Regions from separate parts of the Mus musculus genome. Here regions 1 and 3 are each linked to region 2. A link is a contact called in public Hi-C and HiCAR-type data. All regions are on one chromosome and are shown on one strand. The core of a region is the stretch at or near the end of the contact, and the rest is flanking DNA. Distances in the headings are between cores, read along the strand shown.

Region 1 (2,700 bases), core at 118-2,617, 580 kb before region 2:
ATATTTTGATATGGTTGTATAGTAATTATCAATATTTTCTAAAACTGATGGGCGATTGTGTTTCCTTTGTTAAGTCAACCAAGAATTATATTTTGTAAAAATATACTATTGGCTCAGACTCAGTTGAAACAATGTGGCTTATTATCAACAATAAGCAGATTCTTTAAAGTCAAATGCCTTATTTATTCACTTTTTAAAGGCATGTACATATTTTTACTCTTGGATATAATCAGTGGCTTTTTAATGCTTAGTGCTCTGCTAAAGAGCTTCTGTAATTTCATTTTATTTCATCTGTCAAGGTTAGTGATCGTGATGGTTTTAAGGTACCCTCTAGCCTTTTCCCTCCCTCAGCTGAGCTGAATTGCGACTACTTTGTAGTAAGTTTGTTACACAGTCTGTAGACACTGGTGAGAATCAGTATGGCCACTGGCTTATTAGTTTCACAGATGCTTCCATAATACTTAGTGCACTCTTGGGTATATTAAATTATCATATCGTGACAGCAGTCCTGAAACATGCCAGTCTTATAAAGCCGCATTTCTGAGAGTTAGAGCCAGGCTTCAGTGAACCATAGCTGACATGCCATGTTAATTTCCATAACTATCATTACCAGGGGTGGCAGTATTTCGAAGACATGAAAAATCTTAATAAATCTACCCAGTTAAAAAAAAAAATCACATTATGTTACCTTATCACAGGGTTTCTAATCACAAGGTCTGATTTTCTTCAGTCCCAATTGAATCGTTTCACAAGTAATGATAAGCATCTTTACTCTTATCATGGGTTATTAAATATTTACTTAAGTGTACAATATACCAAAACACAATATTTTGAATGTTCAGTTTTCTCAGTATGTACTGTTCACGCTGTGAATGAAAACCTCTTACCATCCCATACAGCATATTTACATATACAAATGATTTTGCCTTAAGTAGGAAAGACACAGCTGACAGATACATAGGTTAATTTGCTCTCTTAAATTGCAGCAAACTGTTCTGTGATTCTTTTGTGTGTTTGGGGCCATGTTGTAGAGAAAGAAATCATCAAGCAACATTTTAAGGACATTGGCCTTTTGTATCTAATCCTTAATAAACTTATATACCTCAAAATAGAATATTTCTTTGCAAATTCTTACCTTCAAATTATTAATAATGGAAGGAATGCATTTTTTTAATCCTGTAGCCCCCTCCCCCAGCACAGCTTTTAGATTGTAGATAAACTTCCCAGCTCAGTAATTAACTGAGCTCAGTCCTCGCACCCTGTATCATGTGATTTTTTTTTCCAGTGGAATACATTATTAGAGCACTTACACAGCCAGTCTAGCTGCAGCAGCCCAGGCGGCAACAGCAGTGCCATTTTTCACAAAGAAAATGTTGAACAGGAGCCAAGTGTTTGGTGGCAGTCTGTTGCTAGGAAATCAAGGTCCTGAGGCGATTAGTGACAAAGCAAGCAATAACAAGAAGGCAGAATTACAGATCTAAAAGAGAAAAAAGTGGTTGGTGTTATAATTACCCAAAGAAATCTGCACTCATTAAATTGGCTGTTTTTATGATTGACTTTAATTGGAGGTTAGCTCGGATATTTAGCTCCTTTCCCACCCCTTTAAACACACACAGGCACATAATCTGTAGAACTGCAGACTTGTTTTTCTAAGCATTGAGAGGAGCTTGCCCTGTAATTTGATCCCCACTGACAGATGCATTTTCTATGCTGCCATTTTGAATTAACCTATTGTAGAACAATTTTCTTCAGCCCTGTTGAATAAAACATCCAGTCTGATTACCTCCGACGGATCCGATAGAGTAAAAGAATGTACCTCGCACTGAAGTAGATTGTTTGCGTGGACTCTGCTGATTTTGAACTCTGCCAATAAGCACAATCATTTGTAATAAATTTTCAAAGAAATTTCTGGTGAAAAGGTAATGAGAGTCACCCTTTTATAATTTAATGTTTTGTACCCTGCAGCAAAATAATATTATTCTTGTAAAGCAGTGTTTTATTTCTAGCATGCTTCATGTGAGTTCAGGGAAAAAAATCTTTTATATTTAATATTTTAAGAATATAATTTTATTTTTATATACTCTAAAATGACCACCCTTCCTCCCCCACAAGCAATATTTTAATATTTAGGTTCAACATAATTCAAAGCACTTTATTTCGAGAAATAATTTTTATACATATTATGCTTAACCATAGTAATTTTTAAATTGACAAATTTCATCCTTTGTGATACTATCCTTGAAAGCCTTTATTTAAATTGTCTAGCATTTGATAGCGCACATTACTAAGAAGGCACCTAATCAGTTTGCCAGGTGTAGCAACAGAGGAAGACGACGCAGAACTTATTTACTTCTGAGAAGCCTGAAGAATAAAGTCCCAGTGCTCTGCAGGCTTCTAATCCAACCCTGGAACAGAAGAGCCAAGCACATTCTGTCTGACAATGCACACGCTGCTAATCAGACGCCAGTGCCAAGCTGTCTGCTTTGTTAAATACTCAGCTTCCTAGAGGCAGGAAGACAGCTGCTATAAGGATGATGAAATTTGGTAGTTCAATCTATTTTTGCTACCCTTGGGCTACCAAGATATTGTTAATTTAGACCACCCCAATTGGTACACTTTAGGGAGTTTTTTAAAGAGTTTGTAATTAAAATGATAAAACATCATTATTACATTGAAGACCTTCTGTAAGTTTTACATTTG
Region 2 (2,700 bases), core at 86-2,585:
TTTAAATCTTCTGTATGGCTGACGTGTGTGTGTGTGTGTGTTTTGAACAGTGTCTACTGCTCTTCACCTTTTACAGAATTTAGAGAACACGGTTTGCAGGCCAGGTTGACAGAGCCCCCGTGACCCTCTTGTTTCTATTTCTGGAACTACTACTGGCTTTTAATGTGGGTGTTGGGTGCTGGGGATCCGAGCTCAGGTCCCCTTGCATGCACAGCAAGATAAGGGTTCTTACTCACTGAGCCTCCGATTCTATCTTTATTATCCTGTTTGCCTCACCCTGTAGTTTAGCCTCAAACTGGTCTCTATTATTATTATTTCAAGACAGGGTTTTTCTGTATTGCCCTTGCTGTCCTGGAACTCTCTCTGTAGACCAGGCTGGCCTCGAATTCAGAAATCCACCTGCCTCTGCCTCCCAAGTGCTGGGATTAAAGGTGTGCACCACCACTATCCAGCGGTCTCTTATCTTTATTAACCTTTTGCCTCACTCTGTAGTTTAGCCTCAATCTGGTGTAATTTCTCTGCCGCCCAGATCTGGGACTACAGGTATAGGCATCAGGACTGGCTGCTCCCTCCCTCTTCTGGCATATCTAAAGAACTTGAGAGCAGCATTCTAATGACTGGTCAGCATGAATCCTACAGTTATTCCCTTGTCTCTCCAGGCCTCTCAACCAGGGGAAGCTTCTCTTCCTAGAGCAGGATGTGCTTCTGCGCGTGTGTGAACCCATACCATATATGGGTGAGACGGAGGCTGCAGGAGCGCAACCCTGAGGCTCCGAGAGAAATGCCCAGAGACTGGCTCAAGTTTGTTCCTTTGGAGCCCAGCCTAGTCCCAGCAGGGGAGGACATGGCGGTGGGCGGTGAACCGAGATGGGAAGAGCATGGAGGCTGCACTTGGGGAGAGTGTTTCATCCCCCTCAACCCGGACCTTAAGTTCAGACCTCCAGGCTGGGACTCAGGGAGGAGGCTGAGAGGGTGCACGTGACCCTGCGGGGCACATCGCCCCGCCCCGTCGCGACTCGCGTGGCCACTCCCATCCTGACCGCGCGGGTGCCGTTGCGCCGCCTCCGCCGTTCCCAGGTCCTCGCCTCTGGGGCTGTCCTGGACATTGCCTAACCCGAGGCCCCGCAGCTCCTGCTCGCCCCGTCCCCGCCGGACGGTCCGAGACCGCTCACCCAAGGAGACCGCCGTGCTCTCGACCCACGTGGTCACTCCGGAGCAGGTGGGAGTGGGCAGCGGGCGGAGCGGCAAGGACAGGCGCGGTAGACAGCCCGGGCGGCCGCGGCGGGGACCTGGCTGGGGGAGGCCAGGCTTGCGGCGGGGCGCAACGGTGTCTCCTTCACTTCGCCCTCCAGCCGCGGTGGCTGCAGCGCAACTTTCAGATAGCGGAGTGGCCTCAGCTGCGAGCCGAGCGGTGGCGGCAGCGCCCCTCAGGACACCCGCAGGTACTATGGTGCCCGCCTCTTGCCGACTCTGGGGCCTTAGGGCGGGCCGGCAGCCTGAGTGAACTCAGGGCGGCCCTGGTCCCCTAAGATGGCCGCAGCGGCCCCGGCCCCTTTCTCTAATGTCCGAGCTCCCCAGGGGACCCTTTGACTGTCCCCTGACCGCACTTCTTGTCCCTTTCACAGATCACCTTTTCCCCGCGACTTCGCCATGGCTGAGTGCTGTGTACCGGTATGCCCACGGCGTAAGTAGCACAAGAGGTGTTTGCGCGATGGGGCCATGGGGGCTGTGCTGTTCCTCTTTAGAGAACCATACCTTGTTCCGCCGTGGCCCACATGATGCCTGCAAAGACTTGGAAAGTTTGCTTCTTTGCGCGCCCCCTAAGTCTTACACTGCCACTCTGTTGACGGACGTGGTGCTGGGCTGTTGGGTTGCAGATAGGGGGGCTCGCGCCTGGGGCGTTGGTCCTTGGCCGCACCCACCCTTGGCTTTTGGATATGTTACTTACAAATCCGAAAGCAAAACACTTAGTTGTTGAATTCCATCTTGGGGTTCGGGGGGGGGGGGCGGAGAGTTAGAGCAGTCACTTTGCAAGAGGAAGTAGTTCGCTGTCTGCCTGCACAGGTCGAGTGCACTACAAGGTCATTACACGTGTTCCTAAGGGCGTGGATGTGCACTGGAGAATGAATGAGCTGCTCCTGGAGCTCGGATTCCTTGCCCTTAAGCCTCACGTTGTCGGAGGACTTGGGGGACCGTAGTAATGTGTTTAAAGTGCCATTTGATATTTAGTTGCTGTAGACATAGATGGTTGTATTTTTTGCCCGTGTCTCAATTGTGCCAGTTCCCAGAGTGTTGGTTTTGATTTTGGAAGTCCTTCCCAAAGGTTTGTTAGGGGAGAACGCCTAAGCTTAAATTTTGGTTTTTATCTCCGTTAAATCAGTCACCTTGAGTTTTGGCAACTGTGTAGGCAGTAGACACTTATGTTTAGGAATTAGAAAGGCTTCCCCCATTCTTAAAACTTGGTAGAAATGTCCCAGGTTTGTATTACCACATAGCTATTTAGAAATAAGTTTTTGTTATGGGTGGCTACTTTAGAATAACATTTATTGAAGTTCTAGTGGCATCAAAACCCACTCCGGTTGAACTGCTTGAATGTAAATGTTAGCAGTAGGTCCTAGTAGTAGCTCACATTAACTGTAGAATGTTTCTTTTGACTAGCGATGTGTATCCCTCCACCCTATGCTGACCTCGGCAAAGCTG
Region 3 (2,700 bases), core at 163-2,662, 980 kb after region 2:
GGGAGATTTACTTTTTATTATGGCTGCTTAAGGATTTATCCCTCCTGACTCTGGTAAGTGTGAGATATTTCCCCTGATCCTGGACTAGCTAGCATTAGGCTTGAATCACCTGGAGAAATCCATAGAACTTTGTATATAGTGTTTTTTATATTTTTTTTTTCACAATCTTCTTTCTATTAAAATCCTAAAGAGCCCTTTCTGGAGGGCTTTTCCATGGGCAACCTTTATAAAAATATAGGCCGTACGTCAAAAGGAAAACCACCACAAAACTCCTTTTCTTCACACAATTCATTTTAAGCTTCAAAATCCCTGCAAATCCCCAGTCTCCTTTTGCAGGCTGGTTCCCACTCCCCAGCCTTCCTCATCGCCCCCCTCAAAGGGAGAAAAAAGCATTTCTTCCAAGGACTGATAAGTCTTTGGCCGATGCTTAGCAACTGCATTCCTGGGCTGTAAGTAGCTGCAAGCCCCTTTGATGTGTCTGTCAGGGCAGATTTATTTTGTTTTAGCACATTGTCTACTTGTCCAGATGTATCGGGAGATAAAAAGAAGTCATGTTTACACTCCTCCTTCTCCTTCCTCTCTCTCTCTCTCTCTCTCTCTCTCTCTCTCTCTCTCTCTCTCTCTCTCTCTCTCTCTCTCTCCCTCTCTCTCTGAGATGTAATTAAATTGTGGATTTGATGAGTCTTGGGGAGTTCCACTTGAAGGAAACAGGAAGTGCCTGGAGTCAGGGAAAAAGGAAAACTTCTTTGGCAGTAGGGACACCTGACTTGGTCAAAAAATAGAGCCCAAGCAGCAGCTATGGCTCGGCTCCGGGAAGCTAGGGGCCTTGTTCTGAGTCTTTTGTCCCGTTTTTATGCAAGGTCCACACAAAGAGGGGCAATGTCCCTCCAGCCCTCCTGGGACTGTGTGTTCGTGAAACCTTCCTTGTTGCTGTATGCAGGCATGGACAGAAGACCTCTACTCTGTTCCCTCCTCCATCCTCTCCCCCTCTTCTTCCTTCCCTCTTTCTCCTCTCCCCTCCTTCCTCCCTTTCCTCCTTGTCCCCTATTCTGTTTCTCTCATTTTCCCTCTTCCATGTCTAATTTCTCTCATGTCAAGATACCACCCTATCACGTTTGTGGTGGCTCGTCTGTTGTCACTCAAAGCTAACACTGTCACTTGCCTGTTTCTGTATCCATGCAATCTCCCCTTCCCGGGGGGTTGATTCCCCTTGAAGTGTGGCTGCCATGCTTTCCGTCCTTTGCTGACCTGGGTTTCTTAATGTTCACATTTACTAACACCATTCCGCGTCCTGTTAATGACCTGCACCGACCAGGACAGGATATATAGTATTGCTGTAGACCGGCCGACAGCAGCGACCACAGTCTCTAATCTGCAGCACTGCCAGCTCTAGATTTACATCTCAAATAGGTTACACTACAGCTCCCCCTTCTGCTGACTGAGCCGCGCAGCACGAGGGCTGCATTGCAACCGGGCTCCGTCCCTAATAGCAGTCCTTAAGACCCTGTCTCCTGTCGTTGGAGGATCTGGCAGTGACTAATGGATGCTTCCCTGCACTCCTTTGGTCTTCATTTGGATTAAACATTTTATGATGCATTCATCAAAAAAATCACAGGTTGCAGGAGCAAGAGAGAAGTATAATAAAAGGCAAGCCCAATTAAGTGAGCCGTATGCTGCTTCACTTAGCATGGGGCCCAGTGGCCTCTTGTTGGAGCCCCAGCCCAGCCTGAGGACTCTGAATGCATCTTGGAAGCCACGGGCTCTGCTTTTGTTTCTATCACTTGTGGATCAGGCTGAACCCCGGGAAGGAAGTCTTCTTTTGTTCTAAACAACCTCTGATGACTCCTTTTGGCAAAGTGTGTGCTGTAACTTAAGCCCTTGCATGCAGCAAGAATCAACAGGGCCCTCCTTGAGAAGAGGCTGCCCATGAGGAATGGGGGTTGCAGGACCCTGTGTGTTCCACTCAGTGAGCATCAAGGGCTCTAAAGGGGTTATTTCCCTTAGAAAACAGTGTGCAGTGACTGGGAAGGCTGATACAAATGCTTTGCTACTTTGTTACGTTGTTTTGTTGTTTTATTTTTAACTTATTTTTTACTTTGTTGCTTTGAACCCGTGGAGACTGAAGGATGGTGTTTGTTTAGCATTAAATAAATGTATTTTATCGTGTGACAAGAATTTATTGAGACATTACTATGAGTCAGCTATTCAGGGTTGTGGTGACAAAATGTGTGGGGAGTTTGCAGTATAGCAGGGGACTATCACTAAGGCAGAGCATGCTGGAGAGAAAGCGTCAGGAGAAAGATTATTCTATTCGGTGAAGATCTCCGGATCTCAGGACTGAGCACCTGAAGGAATAGAAAAGCTGCCAGACAGGTTCCTGCTTGCCAAACAAGGGGAGAGGCAAGAGTCAGGCCTGCAAAGAAGGAAAGGCTGTGCCCTGGGGCCTTATTGGCCATGTTCAAAGCTTGAAATTCAGGCCAAACTTTACATGCTGTTTTAAGCAGAAAAGCAACTTTGTCAGATTTCTGTTTTAAAAGAACATTCTAAGGATTATTGCTTCAGCTAGGACTTTTGGGGTAGGCCAGGAACTCAGCCTCTAACTTGTCTATTTGTTTATTTGTTTGGGGACAGACTGTCCTGTATCTTAGGCAGTGCTCAGACTTGCTAGGCGGCCATGATGGTGTGGAACTTCTGATTCCC

What was found. A called contact is a pair of places that touch in the nucleus more often than the background predicts. HiCAR-type assays count read pairs that join an accessible place to other places.
Region 1: a Hi-C map of olfactory sensory neurons shows a contact between it and region 2, with 2.6 times the contacts expected there. The contact joins the enhancer-like site here to the promoter of Vdac2 in region 2. A contact is called at or near these places in 3 of 39 promoter capture datasets (embryonic stem cells, hippocampal neurons and maxillary cranial neural crest), 1 of 484 Hi-C or Micro-C datasets (olfactory sensory neurons) and 3 of 115 datasets of contacts at active chromatin or transcription factors (astrocytes, bone marrow-derived macrophages and trophoblast stem cells).
Region 3: a contact with region 2 is called in a HiCAR-type map of astrocytes, with 2.6 times the contacts expected there. The contact joins the enhancer-like site here to the promoter of Vdac2 in region 2. A contact is called at or near these places in 9 of 39 promoter capture datasets (the 3T3-L1 cell line, 3T3-L1-derived adipocytes, the C10 cell line and 5 more), 3 of 115 datasets of contacts at active chromatin or transcription factors (astrocytes, bone marrow-derived macrophages and stem cell-derived neural progenitor cells) and 2 of 9 other capture datasets (adipose tissue and liver).

What each region holds. Positions count from the first base shown.
Region 1 is chr14:21,251,079-21,253,778 of GRCm38.p6, forward strand. The region is part of intron 6 of Adk (adenosine kinase); the gene reads left to right. Among named protein-coding and RNA genes, the nearest start is that of Gm52152, 170 kb to the right of the region's middle. Within about 2 kb of position 1,368, at least 99 of the 459 cell types and tissues checked have an H3K27ac peak or open chromatin away from gene starts, as enhancers often do. A contact at or near this core is called in astrocytes, hippocampal neurons and olfactory sensory neurons, where this site is marked.
Region 2 is chr14:21,830,226-21,832,925 of GRCm38.p6, forward strand. It overlaps Vdac2 (voltage-dependent anion channel 2), which reads left to right and starts at 1,336. Exons shown (of 10, transcript NM_011695.2): 1 at 1,336-1,442; 2 at 1,626-1,684; 3 at 2,659-2,700. The coding sequence starts at 1,651.
Region 3 is chr14:22,807,034-22,809,733 of GRCm38.p6, forward strand. The region is part of intron 5 of Lrmda (leucine rich melanocyte differentiation associated); the gene reads left to right. Among named protein-coding and RNA genes, the nearest start is that of Gm30926, 7.0 kb to the left of the region's middle. Within about 2 kb of position 1,413, at least 77 of the 459 cell types and tissues checked have an H3K27ac peak or open chromatin away from gene starts, as enhancers often do. A contact at or near this core is called in 3T3-L1-derived adipocytes, the HPC-7 cell line, adipose tissue and 3 more, where this site is marked.